Linked DNA regions of Sus scrofa: region 2 is linked to region 1. The links are chromatin contacts, called in public Hi-C maps. All regions are on one chromosome and are shown on one strand. Each heading gives the region's core, a stretch centred on a gene start, on an enhancer-like site or on the middle of the called end of the contact. The rest is flanking DNA. Distances are from core to core; before and after follow the strand shown.

The links. Hi-C and Micro-C count contacts between places; a contact is called where the count stands out from the background.
Region 2: a Hi-C map of epiblast stem cells shows a contact between it and region 1, with 1.8 times the contacts expected there. The contact joins the promoter of SEC11C here to the promoter of GRP in region 1. A contact is called at or near these places in 5 of 47 Hi-C or Micro-C datasets (epiblast stem cells, mesenteric adipose tissue, omental adipose tissue and 2 more).

The regions. Positions count from the first base shown.
Region 1 is chr1:161,719,469-161,724,445 of Sscrofa11.1, forward strand. It overlaps GRP (gastrin-releasing peptide), which reads right to left and starts at 2,518. Exons shown (of 3, transcript XM_021075302.1): 1 at 2,080-2,518. The coding sequence starts at 2,218.
Region 2 is chr1:161,767,445-161,772,421 of Sscrofa11.1, forward strand. SEC11C (signal peptidase complex catalytic subunit SEC11C) reads right to left here and starts at 2,178. Exons shown (of 7, transcript XM_003121713.3): 1 at 1,646-2,178. The coding sequence starts at 2,020.

The DNA.
Region 1 (4,977 bases), core at 1,268-3,767:
AAGCACAATTTAAAATGTAGCATGTCATGCATGCCTGTGAATGCTCACATTCCAACAGAGGGCATGGCCACTTGAAGCAAACTTTTTCTGTATGGCAACATCATCATACACCCAAATGCGATTTGCTATGTCACCTCCCTCTTTTCCTTGTTTTTTTTTTTTTTTTTTTTTTTTTTTTTTTTTTTTTCCCATCAACGCTGCATAGCCAGCCAAGGAGAAACAAGGGAAAGGGCGGGTTTGAGAACAAATAAGAGAATAAGATAATTGGGGGGTGCCACTAGTCAGTAAACTCTTGGGCTGGGAATGCCCAGGTACCACCATGAAGGGTGATTCAGTGGCAGACACCCTAAAGACCTGTGGCCAATGTGCTCTGGAACCACAGCAATCAGGTGTGGCTTGCATTGAAATAACATGATCTATCTTCCCAGCTAACTCTCTTGTCCTGCTTTTGGCCTGCAAGGGTACCTGCAAAGGGCAGCAGGCCTTTTTTAGTCCAAAAATATGGATGAGCAAAACGAGACTGGAAATCTGGAAGTTTCCTTTCACCTTCCCAGCCCACTGGTTGCTGGCTGGACTGGACAATGGCCACTTGATCTAAACTCCCAGGGGCCCTTCTGAGGTCAATTCTGGGTTTGGCCTCTTTAACACCTTCTAAGTATCCTTCTCTCTTGAAGTTCAGGGGTTTTCACCCATCTCAATTTCTCCTCTCCACACTAGGCTCCTGGCTCCTGGGTTCCCTCAGAGGTGACAGATACTTTCATCCCTGGGGTTGCAGAGATGCCTTCAGTTGTAATGAAAATTACTCCATTGCAACCCGAGATCTCTGGCAGAAACACAGGCAACAAAGAGGAGCTGAGGACCTGTGTTCTAGCCTCACCCTTTCCCTTAAAGTCATACTTATCTTCACGCGGAGAATCTGGAATCCTCTGAGAGCTGAATTAGCAAGTATCTTATCTTTCTAACCGCCCCCCCGCCCTCCTAAGTAGATGACTAAGGAAATCGTGAAACACACACACACACACACACACACACACCTCCTTAAATCTCTCTAGGGATCGACCATCTCTCCTGGGAATGCTAGGGTTATTGTAGAGGGCTGGGTGGGGAGGTGTCTGAGGAAGTCGAAAGCTTCGCATTATTTGCCAGAGAGCCCGGGGGTGATGCTGGAGAAACGCGAAGCCCCGGGGCGGCCACCTGCCTCCCAGCTGCGGGGAAGCGGCGGGTGCGCGCTCCGCTGCCGGAAACCCGGTCCACGCCACGGTGGTTTCGGGGCCAGGAAGAGCGAACCCCCGTGCCCGCACCTGGAAAGCTGGACTTGTGGGCAGGGGAAAAAAGAAAGGAGATAGCGGAAAAGGGAGAAGACGAGTTCTCGGTCAAGAGAGGCGGCGAAAAGCGAGGAATCAGGAGGAAGCGACCTGCGATCAGCGTGGAGACCAGGCGCGATTCCCGGAGCGCACAGCCCGATGGATAGAAAGAGGGAGGGTTGCTCAAAAGCGCAGAGAAAAGAAAATAGCTGCAAAGCAAAGAAGGCCTGAGGAAATTCAGGCGAGCCCTAAACAGAGGTGGGATTCAGGCGCTGAAAGACCAACAGATTTGAAATCCAGGGCGGGCGCCGCGCCCCAGGTCCCACACCTGTAGCTTTGCCGGGTGCAAAGGCGCAGCGGCCGGACTGGACAAGGACTCCGAGACGTGATTGGGGACCCAGCTCCCCAAAGTTGTTCAGGAAAAGAATCCGTGCCAAACAGGCGAACAAAAGGTGGTGCTGGAAGGTGCGGAGGGAGGGTGATCTCCGCGTAGGGTTTGGGTTTTGGAGAACTGTGCGCAGGCTCGGGTATTCTGGGGAAGAGGGAAGAGAGCGGGAAAGGACCGAGGGACCATTCTGCCTCTGCCGAGGGACCGACGGTTTCCCAGGATGCAGAAGGGTAGGGTGAAGTTTGGAGAGAACTGCATTGGCGTTTGGGTAGAAAGGCCACAGCAAACCCAGCCCGCAGCGCCGAGCCGCAGAAACGCTGAGAGATGGGGAGATCCGCTCTTGTGGCTAGCTGGTCCCGCCCGGACTAGAGCGCGCCGGACACTCACCCACCGCCCAGTGGTTGCCGCGCGGGTACATCTTGGCCAGCACGGTCCCTCCGCCCACCGACACTGGGGCGGCCGGTCCCCGGGGCGCCTGGCAGAGGACTAGCGCCAGCAGGACCAGCGGGAACTCGCGGCCGCGCATGGTCCAGGCGGGAAGCGAGGCTCCGCGGAGAGTGCGCTCTCCTGGCGCTGGAAAGACTGGAGGACCTCGGAGGAGCGCTGCCGCTGCACCACTGCTGCAGCCTCCACGACGCCCCGACTTTATATGCAAGCCCGAGCGGGGGCGCTGGGGGGGTCCTCCACCGCGGACCCGAGCGCTCTGACGTCTCCCTATAGCGAGCCGGGGCTCTGGGACAACGGCCTCCGAAAATCATCCATCTTCCCGTCGAGCGATGAAAAGGCTGAGTGTACATTGTCCCCTCTTGCTTTCACTCCTAGCCCCATCCGCCTCCCCCTCATTGGATTAATTCTTCCCACCCTCGACGCCTTCGCTCGAACACAATTTAGTGAACTAGCTCCCCAGCTTCACCAGAGCACCTCCCGCGTTAGCTGCCTTCAGGTCCTGCAAGGGGAGGCAGTGACCTCGCGGCCTGACCCTAGGGATGGGGGGTGGGGGGCAGGGTAGAGAGGGATGGGCACAAAGAATGGATGTTTTTAGGGTGGGCTTTGCTGGAGGGGGTTGGTATCCGGGTTGCAAGGCACCACTGATTGATTCTCAGACCTTTCCCCCTCCACGGACCACTGTCCTCGAGATCCAGCCTCCGTACTTTTGCCTCCCTCCTGAAGAGCGCCCCCTGCCCCTTCTCACCACCACCGCTGCCACCACTCACCCCACCTGGGTTTTCGGAAGCGTCCCTGCCCATTTGTAGGGTGCGATGGAGGCTGGAGCAGGAAGTTTCTGTTGCGTGTGAACAGAGCTAACAATAGTTTTACTGCACTCCTGGCTCCTTTCACAGGCATATGGCATCCATATAATAGATGAAGCTTTTATACCGATTTTCCTAGGCTGCGTCTACCAGAAAGGGCAAACTGTCCCCAAACTGCTATTTACACACCTCTCTAGAGTTACCTAACCTTCCCCTGCTCCTGTTCTCAGATATGAACAGTGGTCACTGGCCCAATTCCCAAGGTTCTCAGTGCCATGGATACAAAGGGGATGGGCGCCATGGCGATGCAACAGTAAATAGAAGCTGGTAGGATGCTGTTGCCCACATCTCAGCTGCCAGAGCTGAGGGTGTGTGGTGTGTTCCCTCATGGCTATTTCTCACCAAGTGCTGGTGAAGTGTCTCGTTGCTTGGTTCCTGCTGGTGTTTCCTGTCAACGCTGTTTTTAATACTAAGTTGAAATCATATATTTTTCTCTGGATATCTGGTGATTCAATACATTTGTGCTGTTCTTAGATGATTACATGTGCATATTGCATGACCAAGTATTCTTGGGCTTAGAAGAGTATTATTTCTATGCATGTGTCTGTCTAGAAGGTTAAAACAAATGCTAATTTCAAGATCACTTATTAGCCAAAGAAATAAAGTAATACTACCATTTTTTTGTTTTGTTTTGTTTTGTTTTTTCTTTTTAAAGCTTCACCCATGGCATACAGAAGCTCCCAGGCCAGGGATTGAGCCTGAGCTACAACAGTGACAATGCCACATCCCTAAGAGCTAGGCCACCAGGAAACTCTGAGTAATAGTATCCTGAGGAAATGACCCAAATGAAAATCAAGGCAGGGGGAAGCCCACATTTGGCCTGGACTCCATCCTCCCGGGTTCCCAGGCTCTGCTCATTAGTAAGCAAATGTTCCATGGTCGGATGATCATAGGTAGGCTTACTGCCTCCACTTGGCGGTGAGCTTGCCTGAACACAGTAGCTTGGTTTTGTTCCTCTGTGAGTCTGCAAAGAGCCTGGATCACAGTGATGCTCAATAAGTATTTGATGAATGAACAACTAACCTAAGAAATGCTCTGGTCTAAATACTTTCTGTACCCTGGGCCTTTGAAGGGGCATTCAACATTTATCTCTCCAGATTCAGTTATAGAGAAAAGTCCTTTCCCCTCAGTGTAATTAAGATTATTTTATTTTATTTTATTGAAAGCTTATTTTAGAGTCTTTATATGAAGTTTTTCCCACTGTGAGACTGAGGGAAAACTACTGTAAATACAGTAAAGTGTGGAAACAGTTCTACTGAAACTCTTCTGCTAATTCAGACAAGCCATCTTTCTTTGTCTATTGCAGACTTGGGCTCTTCCCTTCCCTTCAACTCTTGCTTTAAGCACCCGAAGTCCACAGACCAGACCTGGGCTTGGACGTGTGACTTGCTCTGGCACCCCCTAATGGCAGTAAGTGTGTTGGTCTTCTTCAGGACTGCATTCAGTTCCAGACCTAGTCCTGGGTGCAGAGAAGGGACTCAATAGATGTGAATGGATGCATTGTATGGCAGCCTGAGTCCAGTTCTCTAAATAGAAAAGACAATGGGTTGTTGCCAGTTAGAGAAAGAAATCATTGCAGGTTTGATTCAGCCTGTATTGAATGAGTTCCAATTAGATCCTGGATGGGCATCCTCTCATATCATTTTTAAAATCTCCACCATAGCCCTGCCAGATAGAGATGACTTCCTCTTTTTTGTTGTTGTTATAGTCTAGGGCTCTGTTCCACGTAGATATTCAGGAATCTGGGTTCATTCCATCTCGTGCCTCTACCATTCCCTAGTGCCTTGCTCCTCAAAGGCTATTCTGCAAGGAGATAAGGAGCTTGTGGAAGAATGTAAATCAATGCATTGCTTCCTTCATCAAGAACACCTCTTTTGCAGCCGAACGGTGTATTAATGATGCCATTGGTTTGCATGCCAGCAAAAGTTCTTTATCTTGTTGTGGATGGGTTACAAATGGTTCAAGGATGAACAGC
Region 2 (4,977 bases), core at 928-3,427, 48 kb after region 1:
AAAGGAGGTCCCACATCCAAGGCTGGTGGAGCAAGCATATGTGACAATGTCTCATAAAATGCTATTTTGGAGGGAAAAAGAAGCAAAAGGACAAAGCTTTTTTAAAAAGTATGAGGAGGCAGGAGATTTGAGCTTCTGAATTTTAATTAGAAACTTAGCTAGGAGTTCCCGTCGTGGCGCAGTGGTTAACGAATCCGACTAGTGAACCATGAGGTTGCGGGTTCGGTCCTGCCTTGCTCAGTGGTTAACGATCCGGCGTTGCCGTGAGCTGTGGTGTAGGTCGCAGATGCGGCTCGGATCCAGCGTTGCTGTGGCTCTGGTGTAGGCCAGTGGCTACAGCTCCGATCAGACCCTAGCCTGGAACCTCCATATGCCGCGGAGCGGCCAAGAAATAGCAAAAAGCCAAAAAAAAAAAAAAAAAAAAAAAAAAAGAAACTTAGCTAAACATAGGCAATGCAACCAGCCTATGAGGCCTTATCACTGAGAGTGGTAATATGCAGATGTTTCTGAAGGCAAACTGGTTTAGGGATTGATATATTCTCCAGAAGGCCTTCCTTGATAGTCTGCAATCAGTATTTGGTACCAATTTTAGAGGCATTTTTAAAACCTAGCCCATTAAGTCTAGATTTTTAAGTAAAGCTCTGCTTCCTGGAGGATTTTCTTGTAAACAGCATCAATGCTCAGGGCATTAGCTGCCGGTTTTTCAAGCTAATGATGATCTTTGCCACAACTCATCTGAATCACAGAAACGCCCAGGAAACCATCTAATATGCACACCTAGAAACAGCCTGATTCTCAAGACTGTTCATGAGATTCCAGTCACCAAATTCCTCCACACAACTGCACTAGTCTGAAATTGAACTTGGGAAAAAAAGAGAGAGAGAGAGATGGATGGGAGCTGACTAAAGAGAGAGCAAGAAGGACGTTTTCCTCCAAGCTCCTCTCATAGAGGGGTAGGAAATCAGCCCCAGCTGCCCGAAGACTCCATACTAACTGCCTCTGATAGTCAAGGTGCTGCCAGCCTTACGGAGTCTAAGAAGTTAGAGAAGACTTCTGAAATCCCTTTTATAACACCGATTCAGTTCACAAGACAGAACGCTATCAGTGAGCTCTTCCGCACAAGGAGCTTTGTTTAGTCCCCATGCACCATCAGGAAAACACTGTTTTGGGAAGAAACTGTTTTAGGAGGCATCACTGGACAGCTCCCACCGCTAGGAAGTTCTCCATCTTTCGCCTGCCTTTCTGCCACTTGCATGGATATCAGGCCTTAGCAACCCCACAGAGAAATCTGTCCCCTCTTCCAAGAGGTGGCAAAATTCGTGCAAACAGCTGTCACTCGCAGTAGAGTCATCTCTCCCCGCTTTTTCAACCGCACTTGACATCCAAAGTGCGGGATTTCTATTATCTTCCCCTTCCGGGGCCGCCCTCCCCTAACTGAACTCCTCTCAGGGCAAGGAAGTACCCACACGTGGGTCTGTGCGGATTTGAACACAGGGCCTCCAAGAGCCCAGGGTGGGTGCCTCGGGTCGCCGCCGGACCGGTTACGGGGCGCTGTCCTTGCAGGAGCCTACCCGGGAGCCCCGATTCCCCACTGTCGCAGCCGGTCCCGGCCCCTAGACGCGCCCCCCAAAAGGAGCTCCGTTACCTGGCGCTTGTTCATCTTCCTCAGGTCCCCAAAGATGTCCAAACCGGACGTGGGGAGATGCGACCCCACAGCGCCCGCGCGCACCATGCCGGGGTCTCTGGGGGCCGAGGCGACCCGCGGGCTCCGGGTGTCACAGACAGCTGCGGAGCACCGGCCGGGCCCCCGCCCACCGGCCTTGTTGGCCACGTGACCAGAGGCTCGCTTGGGCGTCTGGGAAATCGTAGTCCTGTGAGTCTGAGCCACTTGAGTACCTGCAAAGAACTGGTAAGAAGAAACTACCACTCCCAGAATGCCACGGGACAAGAGCCTCGTCCAGTGAAGACCCAGGGCTCCCAGGGAGGGAAACGACCCGGCTCCGGAGCCTTGTCCGACCATTGCGAGGGAACTTGGGAAAGCGGGTGATCCTGCATATCCTACGGGCAGCTCGGAGAAGTGACTACTCAAGATCAATTGAGTTCCCTAAGACTCTGGTCAGGCGCCAAGAAGACACCTAAAGCTCCCCCGCATTCACCTAGCCGTGTATCTAGGCCATTGGATGACTGCGACGAGAGAAGGTGGAGCTTCTACAAGGGCGGCAGGCTGTGCTGAATACGGGAGGCGCCTAAAAGTGGGCTGGCGAGTGGGCGGGACCTGGAAGAGGCGGGACTTTTGAAGCTATGGAGTTCCGCGCTCTCCCAGGATTTGAAAGCTAGGAAACAAGGGGATACAGTGATGCTTCCTTTGATCAGAGCTATGCCGCAACGGATGTTAATTGAATGAATAAATAAATAACCAGTTGATTTTATACTTGAGGAAACAAGCCTAGAAAGATTAAGTGACCTGGCCAAGGCAAAGTGGCCAGGTCTGGAATAGAACTCAAATTTCCAAACCCAGGATTGTCGTAGTCCTGATCCTAGCTCATCCTTAGTTTATTCACTCACTCGTGTATGCATTATTTATTTCATTCATTTGTTAAAAAATCTTTTTAGAGCATATACTATGCACTTAGCCCTAGTCTGGACGTAGGAAACATCAGTGAACACCTAGCAACGGGAGACATAATAAATAAGTAAAATTATATGGTATCTAAGGAGTGATAGTGCTGTGGAAATAGGAAGAGCAGATAAGAGAGGGGAGAAGCTCTGGGGAAGGGGGCAGGTGGCAATTTAAAATATCCCAGAAGTTGACTTACCAGGAAGCTACTGAAGCATACTCTTTGGAACACTTCACTTGCAAAGGCTCCCTTCCAAACCCTTGAATAAAAATGGTCATATGGTTTTGTAAAAGTTTCAAAAGCAAGATATTTGAATTGCTATTTGTTGACTCTTGTTTCTTTGCATTCCTAATTCCCCTCCATCATACTTCCCTTCACGTTGGAGGGACAAGGAGCATTTTGAGGATCTAGCTAAGGAGAAGTTGAATTGGAAATACATTTAATTTGGATTCAGTGAATATCTTGATGTGGGGTCTTCAAAGTACCACCAAGCACCCCAAGAGTCTCCAGCCCTCCTTGACTGGTGCTCCCCCCCTGTCTCTGTTCTGAACTCCTTATTCTCCCTCTCCAGCAGTGCTGTGATAGCCAATACAGGGTCTTAGCTCCTATTGGCCTATTTCCTCCGAAGACCTAGGAAAAAGAGCAGTTTGATTACTATTGGCCCTTACTGCCAATATGTGGGAAGACCAGTTTAACTCATGTCAGAAATCAAGCATTTCTCTGCCTAGGTCTTGATCATCAAAGCATCATCTTCAATTTATGGAGTATCCTAAACCAAAACTATAGTATTGTTTTATTAATACTTTTTCCACGAGAAATAAGCATATTGCTTTTCCTTATGAAATCCCCTAAACACAGTCTGACCCCATACACCCTCCTTCCCCTTGCATTAGATTATCAGAAATAGAACTTTAAGAAATCTTCCATACAGCATTGGTTCACTATCTTACTTATTGATTCATTTCCTCCATCAAGCACTAGGAATCTGGCAAATAAGACACAGTTCTTAGATCCAGTTGAAGTTGTAAGTGTGCAGACATGATTATCATATAATATCACAAGTGATCTAGATAGGACATAATGAAAGGTATGATCTTGGAGTTCCCATCATGGCTCAGCAGAAACAATCTGACTGGCATCCATGAGGATGAAGGTTCAATCCCTGGCCTCACTAAATGGGTTAAGGATCCGGCATTGCCATGACCTGTGGTGTAGGTCGCAGACAGCTCAGATCTGAGTTGCTTTGGCTGTGGTGTAGGCCAGCAGCTGTAGCTCTGATTCAACCCCTAGCCTGGGAACCTCCACATGCCGTGGGTGCAGACCTAAAAAGACAAAAGACAAATAATAATAATAATAATAATAATAAAACAAAACAAAAGTTATGATCTCTAGTGTAAAATCCCCTTGGCATATCAGGCTAGCCCTTGTGCTAAGGGAGGAATTGATACAGAGGCAGTACTAGCTAATACTTTTTGCATGTTTATTCTGAAACAGGCAAGTGCTTGTTTATACTTATTATCAATTTCATTCTTACAAAAATCCTTTTTTTTTTTTTTTGGTCTTTTTGTCTTTTAGAGCCGCACTGGCAGCATATGGAGGTTCCCAGGCTAGGGGTCTAATCAGAGTTGTAGCTGCCAGCCTACACCACAGCCACAGCAATGAGGGATCTGAGCCACATCTGCAGCCTACACCACAGCTCATGGCAATGCCAGATCCTTAACACACTGAGTGAGGTCAGGGATTGAACTCGCATCATGGATGCTAGTCAGGTTCGTTAACCACTGAGCCACAACGGGAACTCCACAAAAATCCTATTTTACAGAACATGGAAAATAAGTCTCAGAGATGATATACAAGTTAGACAGCACCACAGAGTCAAGAGATGACAGAGCCAGAATTTGAATCCAGGTCTGGCAAATCCAAACACGTACTCTGTGTGGTGCAGCCTCTTCTCTGCTCTTTTCTGCGCTTTGAAACCCCCAGGACAACATGAGCAGACACAATTCCAGGCAGGAGCTTTAACTTTCAGTTCCTAAATTCAAGTTGCCACCTACAGACTGATGATGTTGAAAACCAACATCAGATCCCCATCATGAACGCTGTGGAATCTCGGCTCTACTTGTGCTTTGTGGAGAGAGTAAGACTCATTCTTAAATGGAGCACAAACAGGAAGACATCTGACGGATGACTTGGCATCTGGTCAGCCTTGGTAGGAACCCTGGAGTCAGGCTGCATAGGAATGAAACGCATCATCTCAGATCTGAGTCAGCTTCACCTGGCTAATGGTGCCAGACACCAGCTTTCTGAGTCGATCTCTGCCTTCACCATCTTCTGCATCTGTGGAAGGATCTATCTCAGG